2 separate regions of the Mus musculus genome follow, and region 2 is linked to region 1. Evidence: chromatin contacts called from public HiChIP or PLAC-seq data. All regions are on one chromosome and are shown on one strand. Each heading gives the region's core, a stretch centred on a gene start, on an enhancer-like site or on the middle of the called end of the contact. The rest is flanking DNA. Distances are from core to core; before and after follow the strand shown. Region 1 has its middle 23 kb from the start of Gm52860. Region 2 overlaps Agk (acylglycerol kinase).

Region 1 (6,335 bases), core at 1,007-3,506:
GGGGCTGGCATGGTGGTGGTGGGAATCAGGTATGGGGGTGGGGTGGGGGGAGGAGAGACTGGGCCTCAAAGGACTGGGAGAATATCCTCAGGAATAGTACTGTGGAAGAAGGAAAAAGCACCAGCCAGGAGAGAGCAGTCCTCTTCAGGGAGAGATTTACAACCCTGGAGACTGTAAGACCAGCCTGCTGCCATTTTACGCTTGAAAGCAATCATACAATAAAGACAAACTGGACTCACTCCTGGACTGTGCTGTGCCCCACCTGTATATATATACATATATGAGAACATCAGGTAGGCGGGTCACAGCAAAGCATGGGGACCTCTGCAATAGTCCATACATAGTGCTGTCTGATGACCTTCTTAGCTTTTGTATTGGTAGAAAGCTAATGGTCTGTTTATAAACTCAGAAGAGATTTATCTCATAACCATGGGATGGAGATAGGCAAATACAGAGGGGATTATTAATGGCTATTAAGAAGCTAAAGATGGGCTGGAGAGATGGCTCAGCTGGTAGGAGCACTGACTGCTCTTCTGAAGGTCCTGAGTTCAAATCCTAGCAACCACATGGTGGCTCACAACCATCCATAATGAGATCTGAGGCCCTCTTATGGGGTGTCTGAAGAGAGCTACAATGTACTTACATATAATAAATAACTAGATTTAAAAAAAAAAAAGAAGAAGAAGCTAAAGATAGGGGGCTGCAGAGGTTACTCAGTGGTCAAGAGCAATGGCTGTTTTCCTAGAGGTCCTGAGTTCAATTCCCAACAACATTGGGGCTCACAACCATCTGTAATGGGATCTGATGCTCTCTTCTGGTGTGCACTCATATACACAAAATAAATAAATAAATCTTTTAAAAAATAAGCTAAAGATAGTCCACAATAATTTGGTTCCAGATTTCTAACATTCCAGTTCACCACAAACCATGGGTGTTCTAGGCAATGAGCCTCCGAGACTCTTTAACACAGGGGCAGCTCCCTGCTTTCTTCCCAAGCTTGGAACTTTATCCCTGGCTGAACTCAGATAGTGGTGCTTGTTTTCAGCAAGGGATGCAGGGCATCCTTGCCACATCCTAAAAGAAGTTTGGGACCAGGTATGTTGGTGCATGCTTTTAATTTTTTTGTTTTGTTTTTTGAGACAGGGTTTCTCTGTGTAGCCCTGGCTGTCCTGGAACTCACTTTGTAGACCAGGCTGGCCTCGAACTCAGAAATCCACCTGCCTCTGCCTCCCAAGTGCTGGGATTAATTTTTAATTATAACAATTATAGCACTAGGAGGCACTGGTAGGTCAAATTTAAGGACAGCCTGATCTACATAGTGAGTTCTAGGCCAGCCAAGGACTATACAGTGGTAGTCTGTCATTTAAAAAAAAAAAAAAAAAAAAAAAAGAAAAAAGAAAGTAGAAAGCAGTGATCTGGGATTTATTCCTTTTCAATGTGATCACCGAAAATTGTGAAATGCAGCCAGGTGTGATGGCACATGCCTTTAATCCCAGTACTCAGGGAGGCAAAGATAGGTCTCTGAGCTTAAAGCCAGCCTGGGCTACAAAATCGAGTCTCAGGACAGCCAGGGCTACACAGAGAAACCCTGTACTTTAAAACCGAACCAAACCAAACCAACCAACCAACCAAAGTGAAATCATTGAAACCTTCCAAGTTCAAATTTAGCGTCTTAGAATGAGATCTAAGTTTAGATTAAGGGCTAAATAAGTGTTAGCATTCCTTTTAGGCTCTACTCCACCATACCGCACCTGTACCAAACACAGCTCCAGTCAAGTCTCCTTCCATAAGGTAGTTTGACTTTTTTTTTTTTTTTCATTGCAGCTTTGAGCAATCTCCCCTCCTGCTGGTTCCTCGCTTCGCCTGAGCTCCGTGGGAGGAATTCCAATCTCTTTGCGGTCCATTATTCCAATTGATTTCAATTCTATTGATAGTCAGATTGAGAGACTCAGGTGCCTCTTTTGAATATCTTCTTTTGTTGGGGCCGCACACCCTGAGAGGTGGTGGAAGTCTGAGTTAGACTTTAGCCTGATCTACATAGCAAGTTCCGGGACATGCAAGGACTACACAAAAAACAAAACAAAACAAAAACAAACTAAAAAGGCTTTTAACCTGAAGCCTCCACCCAGTTCCGGAGAGTAGAACAAAAAAAAAAAAAAAAAAAAAAAAAAAAGGGAGCTCCTTAATCCTCTTGAAAACAAAGGGAGCTGCGAATGATCAACTGTGCCTGGGTCACCCATAGAGACCAAGATCCGCCAGATAGTCGAGCTCTGCCGCTAACCAGACACAGCCGCGCAGAAGGGGCTTTGAGCAGAGGAACTGGGCAGTGCACGGACAGATCACAGGCGATTTCCTGGTTGAGCCAGGGAATAAGAATAGAGGGTCGGACCCTCTGTTGGCTGAGCCTGTGGAGTCACGGAGAATTATGCAAGCTTTTCGAGAGGTCCTGGGTTCAATTCTTAGCAACCACTGGGTGGCTCACAACCCTCTATAATGGGATCTGGTGCCCTCTTCTGGGGTGCGGGCATATATGTATGGGAGCACTGTGTACTATATATATTATATGAACAGGAAAAAAAAACCCATAGAACAAGTATCATGGCTCTCTCTTTTTTCTTTTCTTTTTTTTTTTTTACTTTTTCGAGACAGGGTTTCTCTGTGTAGCCCTGGCTGTCCTGGAACTCACTTTGTAGAACAGGCTAGCCTCGAACTCAGCCACGCCCGGCTCTCCCTTTTCTCTTTCTCTCTCTCTCTCTCTCTCTCTCTCTCTCTCTCTCTATATATATATATATATATATATATATATATATATACATATATATATATATATATATATATATTTTTTTTTTTTTTTTTTTTTAAGAGACAGGATCTCACTACAGCAGCCTTTAGTTAGCTGGTCTGGAACTCTCTGTAGGGACCCATCAGGCCTTGCCCTTGCCAGGGTTAGGATCAAAGGAATGTGACACCATCCCCCACCTCTGTAATTCTTAATAAAGCTTGCTCTGCACACTCCAACAAGAGCCTGTGACAAAGAAACTCAGCTATTCTCTCAGGTTGAGCTTCAGTGACCCAAAGTCCCTAGATCAGACACAACTGTTTGGAGAAGAGTCCCATCATCCTATTAAAAAAAAAAAGACCCATGTCACTGGTCACTGGAATTATTAACATGCATCATCACGCCTGGGCCTGGTCTCCGCAGTGCTGGAGATCAAACCCAGGCCTTCACGCATGCTCTGCAAGCCCATTATCAACTTAGCACAAACAAGTCACTTCATTTCAATATTTTACGAAATATTTAATAGTCCCCAAAATACTATTTTAATAGGTCTTAAATTTTTATTTATTTTTATGTGAATGCATGTTTATTTATTTATTTATTTTTATGTGTATGTGTGTTTTTTGCCTGCATGTATTGTCTGTGCACCATATGCTTCCAAGGTAGCAGCAGAGGCGAGAAGAGGACATCTGATCCCCTGGGACAGGAATTACAGACTGTTGTTACCTGTCACTTGGGTCCAGGGAACTGAATCCAAATCATCTCCCAGATCCTTTGTAAGAGTAGCCAGCACTAAACTGCTGAGTCATCTTTCTAGTCCTGCAACCCATTTCTAAAAAAAAAAAAAAAAAAAGAAAAAAGAACAATTTTATAAAAAAGAGGAAATATGGAAATGTTCTCCCTACCAGGCACCAGGCACATTTCTCCTCTTGCTGAACTAAGTTGTTGTGTAACTTTTTCTGATGTGACAAACATCTATTATCTCAGGTATCACACTGTCAAGAGACCAAAGGAACCTTTCTATCCAAGTCTGGCTTAGTTTCCTGGGGTGAGTTTCAGCAGTGTGGGTGAGGGCTTCCTTATAGGGATGTGGGTGAATGGGAACACGGAGGAGAATGACTCAAAGTCAGCTGCATCACTGAAAAGCCTGCCCCATCATCCCAGTGCACTGGTGACTCACACACGCTGCCTCCTGAAGCTCCCTGCATGACTCGTAGGCAGCTCAGCTTGCTGGAGAAGCTCTCCTCCACTGGAGTTGTTACTGTAACAACTAGAGGAAATAACAAAACAACAGCAAGGATTGTAGCCCTTTCTTTCCCCTAGCAGGCTTTCTTAGGAACAGTTAATTTTGGGAAGATCATTGTTTTAGCTCTGTAGAGCACCGGACCATAGTAAGCAGAGTCCCAGACTATATTGGTTTGGCTTCATACCTGGAACAAGGAATTGAGATGTATATTTTACATATCAAAGCAGACCTGGCCTCCAGGTTCTCCCAGCATCCCTCAGTTCCTTCCTGGCATACCCTGTCCCCAACCCTGAACTTCCCAGGCCAGGGCATGGTCGTCTGCCATTTTCTCAGAGGTTCTTCCCTGTATAATCCAGACAGGCAGGCTCTGGCTTTCTCTCTCTCTCTCTCTCTCTCTCTCTCTCTCTCTCTCTCTCTCTCTCTCTCTCTCTCTCCTCTCTGCACATGTGCTCTTTCTTTCTCTTCTCCGTCCCCTCTCTTTCCCTTCTCATGGTGACATCCCTGGCCTCAGTCCTAAGGGCCAGTGAAGTCACCCAGCTGAGAGTAGTTTCTCAATAAACCTGCATTTAATATAATCTAATCTGGTTTGAATTGGCTCATTTCACTGGCGGAGAAATAACTTCTCAGTACTAGAGAGCTGTGTATAGTCCGTCCCATCAGAACGTGTAGGTCAGCACGTGCTGACATACTTCATGTTGTCCCACTGGCAGATATACTCACTCTGCAAAGCACAAGGAGCTGCAGAGGCCAGCACTTCAAAATTGGGAACTCTTGGTCATGGTACATCCATAAATCTGGGTTGTTGAGCACAGTCAGGGTGTGTCCATCTTGCCTATGTGGCCCACAACAGCAATCATGCACAGGTTAAAAGGCTTAGGAACCTGTCGGGCAGTGGTGGCACACGCCTTTAATCCCAGCACTTGGGAGGCAGAGGCAGGTGGATTTCTGAGTTCCAGGACAGCCAGGGCTACACAGAGAAACTCTGTCTTGAAAGAAAAACAAACAAACAAACAAACAAACAAACAAACAAAACAAAACAAAACCCAAACAAACAAAAACAAAAACCCTGGGAACCCTCATCACAATGCGTGGCTTGTCCGGCACAAATGAGGACCTCGTATTTTTTGGATGAAGAGTTAGAGCATCTTAAAGCTTTCTGATACTGTTGCTGCCTCTGATACATTGTTTCGCTCTCATAATAAAACCAACTCAAGCCCACAAAACACCCTGCTGCAACTAATGTTTAATCCGGTGCCAGCAGGTCTGCAAGTCTTCACTGCTTTCCCCAAATTTCACTTTTATTAAAAGGTTTCTGAGCCTGGCAGTGGTAGGATATGCCTTTAATTCCAGTACACGGAGGCAGAGGCCGGGGGATTTCTGTGAGTTCGAGGCTATCCTTGTGTACAGAGCAAGTTCCAGGACAGATAAAGCTACACAGATAAACCCTGTCTCGAAACAAACAAAAAAGGGTTTCTATAAAAAGGAGGGGAAAGCATTTGTCTCTTCTCTTTGAAGTCCGGGGGTTTCTCAGAATAGGGATTGTTACATCAGCCAAATGTCCATCCTCTGTCAGGTTAATTAGAGCAGATACAGAATAAGACACACAATTGTGATGGTTCTTGTCTGTGATTCCATAGGATTGTGTCTTATAGGTGTCTGTACACTAGAGAGCTGAACAAACATGTTTATTAGAAAGGGAAACGTCCATGGGCGGAAGCACAATGAATTCCAGAGAGGATACAGTTGAGTGGCAAGTACAGTGTGCTTTTAAACAGTCACACAGCAACGAGAGCAACAGTGGGGAAAGGATGGCGGCTTCTGATGCAAAGGATGGCTGATTACTTCCAGGCTCTAGAACGCTGCCATAAACCAATACAGGTCATCAAGCAGGGAGACTTTGCTCCACAGGGTCTGGAAGGCAGAAGGCTTTGATCCCCAGAGCATATGCAGCTGAGATGGGCAGGGTCTTGCTGGGACTGGACCCTAAGTTCCATTGTCTCTGAGAAGTTATTTCTCTTCTGGTGAAATGAGCCAATTCAAATCAGATTAGATTATAATAAATGTAGGTTTATTGGGAAGCTGCTCTCAGCTGGGTGAGTTCACTGGCCCTGAAGACTGAGGCAAGGGAAATTGCCATGGGGAGGGAGAGGGGAGAGAGAAAGAGCTTGCAGGCAGACAGAGGGAGAGGGGAGAGGGGAGGGGAGAGAAAAGGGGAGAGGGAAGAGGGGAGAGGGGAGAGAGGAGAGGGGAGGGGGAGAGAGGAAGAGAGAGGGAGAGAAAGAAGGAGGGAAGGAGAGAGAGAGAAAGAGG
Region 2 (6,335 bases), core at 1,542-4,041, 890 kb after region 1:
TATAAAAAGCTCATGACATCTGTAAAGACAGATAACTTTCTTCTTTTCCATTCATTTTAGATGCATTTTCTTTCTTTCTCCTCTTCTTTTTCCCTTCCTTTCTTTCTCCCTCAACCTTTAACTTGATCGTGTCTTGCTATGCTGCCCAGGCTGGCTATGAAACTAGGATCTTCCTACTTCGGCCTCCCAAGTGCTGGTATTATAGGTATGTGCCATCACTTGCTTGGCACTTGTATCTTATTTTTCTTCCATACGTTCTCTGACTCAATTACCCTTCTTGTACTGCCTGGCCTTGTAGTCTCTTGAGTCCTCCCCTTAGCACAATTGGAAACATTTCCTCTGATCCCTGCCTTCCAAACTTACACTTTTGCCCTCTGTCTCTCTTTGCCTCTCTCCTTCTTGTCCTCTGTGACCCCTTCCTTCCCTTTCTTCAAGCATGAGGAAAGAGTTCTCTGCCCGATGCCCTCGTCTCATATGTCATGCTCTCCCCTGAATGATCTCAGTTGTACATACTGTCTTCTGTCCAGTCCCAGGTTTTGGTCATCTCTATAAAAACCTCTTCTGAGCTATAGACCTAGGTGTATAGCTTGACGGAGATAGTCTCAGTGCCATAGTCTTGTGGCATTTGAACACTTGATCCCCAGTTGGTGGTACTGTTTGGGAGGTGTGGCCTTGCTGGAGGAAATCTGCCATTAAGGGTGGGTTTTGAGGTTTAAGAGACTCAGCATTTATTGTTTGCTCTCTCTGCTTCCTTCTTGTGGGTCAGGGTATGAGCCCCAGCTTCCTTCTTCTGCTACCGTGCCTTTGTTATGCCATTGTGGACGCTCAACCTCTGGAAGCATCAGCCCATATTAACTCTTCCTTCTATAAGATGCGTCAGTCGTGATGTTTTATCACAGCAATAGAAAGGTAGCCAATACAAGTACTTATCTTAGGGTGCTTCACAGGTATCTCTGACTCAGCATCCTAAAAACAAAAATCCTCCTGCTCAACCTGCTCCTCAGTTAGTGGACATGCTCACTGTCTATTTCGTTTCCCTAGATATTTGGACAGCCTCTCTTCCTCCTTACCCACGTTTCTTATGCCCTGTGCATGGATTTGAATGGTTTTAGTCTCCTCCTGTGTTCTGTTTCTTTTGTCTGTCCCCACTGTCTGTCTTCATCCACACTGCCCTCCCTTCCTGTGTGGATTATTACGAGCTTCCCAGCTTTTTGACTGTTCTGTTTTGTACACCATTGCCATGCTGCTGTTTTGCAAGTGAAGGTTGCTGTTGCTTTTTAGACTGAAATCCCAAATTCTTAGCAGCATGCTTGAATTTGGCCTCATCTGCATATATCGGTAACCTTCCCGTATCTTACATTTTTGCATATGGCCTTCAAGTCTACTTTTTTTTTTTTTTTTTTTTTTTGGTTTTTTGAGACAGGGTTTCTCTGTGTAGCTCTGGCTGTCCTGGAGCTCACTTTGTAGACCAGGCTGGCCTCGAACTCAAGTCTACTTAAGTGATGAAATTATTATGTTTCAGAATCCCTAGAAGGGCTTTGCATATGGCATCCTTTTCTGAGCAACTGAAGTTTCTCCAAGTCTCAAGTACTGTCTTTTCAAAGACATCTTCCCTCTCTAATTAGATTAGGCAGTCTTCCTGCATTTTCTCCATAATGCTATGAACTCTTCCTCTATAGAATACTCTGTTGTTGTGGGGCCAGTGAGGTGGCTCAGTGGCTAAAGTGCTTGCTGTGCAAACGTGAGGAACTGATTTGGGAACCTGAGCAGCCACATACAAGTTAGATATGGCAGTGTGCACCTTTGGAGTTGTGGAGACAGGACAATCCCTGGGCTTACTGGTATCCAACCTAGTCAAAACTGTGAGTTCCAGGTTCTCTGAGAGACCCTGTCTCCAGAAAAGGTATAGACTGATAGAGGAAGACATCCAACATCATCCTCTGCCCTTTGTGAGTACCTAAACAGGTGAGTACACTGACACACGCACGCTCATGCACACGTGTGCACGTATACACACAAAACCCCACTCATTGCTATTGTGATGGTTTGCTCTGCTTGTGTCTTCTCCTATCATAATACTATATAGCCTCTGTATTGCATGGCATTATCCTGAAGCCCCTGCACATAGAAGGACTCATGCACATGTGTTTATTGAGGAGGATGAAAGTATGGCACTAAGCAGCAGAGTAGCCACTGCGCTGGCCCCTTCTGACCTCACATCCAGGCTGTCAAATTCTAAACAAGTAGTGCACTCCATCTATAGGCAGCTTCCTCTTCCATGGCTCACAAATGTATCCTGAAATATTCCTGAATTTCTGGTAAATCCTCTGCCTTCTCTATACTCAGACAACCTTAGCTCTCATTTTAAAGAGAAAATTAAAAACTACAGACCGGTTATTCACACACAGACACTTTTGTGTTCTTTCCTTCAGTGGATGAGGCAGCCTTCCTGCTGCCCAGTGATGTCTCCTTTGTACCCAGCCCTCACCATCTGCGCCTTCATTTGAGTCCTTAATCATCAGCTTTTTCCTTGTTGATCAAAACCACTCCAAACTTAAACATGTCTTCTCTGAAGTGACAATTCTGTTTGTCTACTGCCCTCCCTGTCTTTTCATTTGTACCAGCTTTTAATGTTTTCCTCTTGACCTTTTCTGCCATTTTAGACTCAGGTTAGTGGAGTTTGGTTATAGGCCATCATTTGATTGAGCAGGCCTTTGACAAAGTCATGCCTAGCCTCTTAACCAAGTGAGTACTTTTCAACCTTTACCTGCTGCATTCCGCTGGCTGTCTTTGATCTTTTGTTGTTACCTTAGGCTGTCCTTTTGTTTTCTTTGTCTTTCATGCTGGTGTCTTACAGACTGCAGACTTACTTGATATGTTTTGTAAATGACGCCCAACTACAAGGCTATTTAGAGGTAAGAGAGAGAGATTCTGGGTGTGTTTCTTTAGACATTTATCTTCTCTTGACACTCCATGTAAATAGAAGAGGTGAGAGGGCACTCACAGCAGGTCTGCTTTAATTTTTATTTATCTGTCCCATTTTTATTGCCTCCTTTTATTAATCTTTTGACATCACCTATTTGTAGGCTTTTTTTTATTGTTTGTAGTAATTTATGGATTTCTTCTCTTTTGAGAGTTCCATATATTTTCTCCCTTCTCCCAAGTTTCAAAGAAGAAATTCATTTTTATTTTTTTAAGATTTCTCCTATATAATTTTCCTGCCGAAGGCTGCTGTAGTTGGCAGGAGCAGCAGGAATGGCTCTCAGCGCAGCTCTGGGAGAGCAATTGAAGAGGAGGAAATGACCCCGTGTGCTGAGAGTAAAGAGAGTTTAAGTATTGCTCGTTCCTCTCCAGCCGCTCTTACCGAGCCTTCTGGGATCCCCAGGGAAGATTATGTTCCAGGCTGCCTGTTCATCATGTCAGCGGTTTACCTGCAATAGCCTTTCTACTTTTCTAGCCTTTTAGTAGCAAAGAACCTGCTGATTAAAAAGTAGCAGAAGAAAGGAAGCAGCGTGGTGTGAAAGTTGTCACTGGAGTCAAATAGCAGTGAGACATCCTAGTGGTGTGACCTTGGGCTCTTGAAGCTTTACCTTCTTCAACTGTGGAACGGGCATAGTTCTATTTCATTGAGTCATTGAAAGATTGCTAAGATCACTGCAGAGGTCTAGCTTAGTGCGTTCTAGACATGCATTCAGTAAATGCTCTGAGTAATTTCATGTAGTAACTACTTAGTCCATGGAGAGTTAAAACAAAGTGCTTGCTGGTATCTGGACAATGAATGACATGGGATAGCCACTAGGGCAGGAAGACAAAGACCTGCCAAATGATTGAAGAAGATGTGAGCCCTATTCTATTTCTCCTTCCATATATAATGAGACAATTTGAAAAAGTCTAAGGTAGGGGCTGAAGAGATGGCTCTGTGGTTCTGAGTACTGGCTGCTCTTGCAGAGGACCTGAGATTGTTTTCCAGCACCTACATAGTCTCTCCAGGAGGAGCTGATACTTCCTTCTGGCCTCTGGGTACTATGAATATACGTGGCATAGGTACTTACACAGATACATAAGATAAACATAAAATAAACTTTAAGTTACATTCAGTGTTAACTTCAGAACAATAAGGCCCAAACCATTAAGAACATCAAGTCGTACCTGAACCCTTGAGGACCTGACTGGAAGTCATTGTCTGTAATCACTGGAGGCCTTGTCCTAGCTTCTTCTGCCTTTGGTCTGTCTTACTGTTTTGGTCATGGAGCCTTGACACCACTTTTCAACTAACCCCTTTGGCTCAGTACTGACGGCTCTAATCTTGCTTCTTTTTGGCCCCACGTCTCAGTTTATGCCTCTGGCTCTAGGCTTCTTCTGATAGCAGTTCTACTACTGTCCCTTGCCTGTGACCCAAATCTCTCTTCTCAAGAGACTGTCTACCATCTCAAGTTGGCTAGAATTCCTACTATCTTTTCCTGAAGATTTAAAAAATCTCATTCACATTAAGTCCCTTGTTAAGCTTGCAGAGCAAATGATACTGTAGCTATGGTCCTGGGCTCTGTGCTCATTGGTTTGTATTAATCTTGAAGATTTCTTTTCCTCTATGTCATGTAACACCAAACATGACTAGATGTACACTTGGCCTTTCTAAACAATGGTTATGAAGTTGTCTACAGGGTTTTTTTCAGTGCCATTCAATTGATTCGAGACCTTAATGATAATAGCTATTAATGTTGCTGGGTCTGATTCTCAGCTCTTGGTATTTATGACATTGTTTATTTTACCTAATAATTTGATGATACACTTATTAGTCTCATAGTAGCATGATAGCATGAGATTCATAGCTACATGCAGGTGAAGAAATAGGGACAGTGAGAGCATATCACACTGTTGTTGTGTGAGTGACCAGAGGATTTGGGTGCAATTGCCACGCTATTGAGAAAGAAGGGACAGTTCTCAGAGGCCCCCTACAGTAACATAGTTAAGATAGAGCCTGGCAATATGAAACTGAGCTTCATATTTATCAGCAATGTCTAGAAGTTGCTGATTTGTGCTGTGAAGAGACACCATGACCATGGCAGCGTAGGCACACATAGCACTGGAGAAGTAGTTGGGAGCTTATATATATTTGAAAGAGGAGAGAAAGACAGGTGGAGGGGGTAGTGGGGAGAGGCTGGCAATGACAGAGATTTTTTGAAACTTCAAAGTCCACCCTCAGTGACATATATCCTATATGTCACACCTCCTATAGGGCCACACCTCCAAATCCTTCCTAGACAGTCCAAAAACGGGGCACCAACCATTCAAATATATGAGCCTTTAGGGGCCATTCTCTTTTAAACCACCACAAGTAGTGGAGCCTTGGGTACCTTCTCCTGTCCATATTAGATTCTCTGCCTATAAACTGGAGGTAGTAGACAGTAATAGTGCCCTTCTCTATGAGCTACCATACAGATTTTTCTTAGACTAGAACTTGGTACAAAGAACAGTAACAAACAACACATCTTCTTTTGTTTTTTCCCTCACGAGGGAAATCTTAAAAAGATGTCATTTGAGTTGAAGACTTAGTGGAGATTGGTAAAGAATGTGACTAGAGTTGCATGTTTTCAATGGACTATGGAAAAGCCAGGTTGTAGTGGGGTTTACATATAAGATACCTGTGTCTGAGCAGCAGTAAAGATCTTAAGGGGAGAAGAATATTGTGAACAAGGTAGCATTTTAGAGGTTTAGCCTAGCCTCCTGTGCAGGGTGCATTTTAGAAGTTGATCGCAGAGCTATTAAAGGCCTGAAATAATGGCAGCATAAGGAAAGGAGAGCAATGGGCAGATATGGAGCTGGGTACTAGGAGTGGCACAGCACTACAGTCACGAGGCTTCCAGGATTCAGGTTTGCTACCTGTCGGCTTCATGGCCTTGTCAGTCACTTAAACCACTTAACTCTGAGCCTTGGCTCCTCGTCCCACATGAGGGATAATTATATGTGTTTGGCAGGTGAGTTGCAAGGACTGAATGAGGAGGTGTGGGTCAGCTGTCTTATACTGTGCTTAAATTTAGCTCTCTGCAGATGCTAGCTGTTGTTATTGCAAGGTGATTGACTGGGTATTTGGCTGAGGCAGAGGAGAAATCATTTTGTGGCTTCAAGACTGGTATAATTGGTGATGCAGAAAGAAGAAAGTCACCAAGGAGAATTGGTTTGAGGAAGAGGTATTATATTCTATTTTAGGCACACTGAGTTTGAGACCCTGACAGGATAGGCAAAGGGAATGTGTTAGCTGCCAGGTATAAATTATGCATGAGCCACACTTGACTAGACTGGTATTTTTTCCTTTGGTGGAGATTATGGTTTCAGGA

Evidence for each region. HiChIP or PLAC-seq counts read pairs in DNA pulled down with a chosen protein or histone mark.
Region 2: an H3K27ac HiChIP or PLAC-seq map of embryonic stem cells shows a contact between it and region 1, with 6 times the contacts expected there. The contact joins two enhancer-like sites. A contact is called at or near these places in 1 of 39 promoter capture datasets (hippocampal neurons), 1 of 484 Hi-C or Micro-C datasets (embryonic stem cells) and 3 of 115 datasets of contacts at active chromatin or transcription factors (all in embryonic stem cells).

Annotation. Positions count from the first base shown.
Region 1 is chr6:39,444,050-39,450,384 of GRCm38.p6, forward strand. No RefSeq gene overlaps it. Among named protein-coding and RNA genes, the nearest start is that of Gm52860, 23 kb to the right of the region's middle. Within about 2 kb of position 2,257, at least 105 of the 459 cell types and tissues checked have an H3K27ac peak or open chromatin away from gene starts, as enhancers often do. A contact at or near this core is called in embryonic stem cells, where this site is marked.
Region 2 is chr6:40,330,915-40,337,249 of GRCm38.p6, forward strand. All of the region lies in intron 2 of Agk (acylglycerol kinase), which reads left to right. Among named protein-coding and RNA genes, the nearest start is that of Agk, 8.6 kb to the left of the region's middle. Within about 2 kb of position 2,792, at least 4 of the 459 cell types and tissues checked have an H3K27ac peak or open chromatin away from gene starts, as enhancers often do. A contact at or near this core is called in embryonic stem cells, where this site is marked.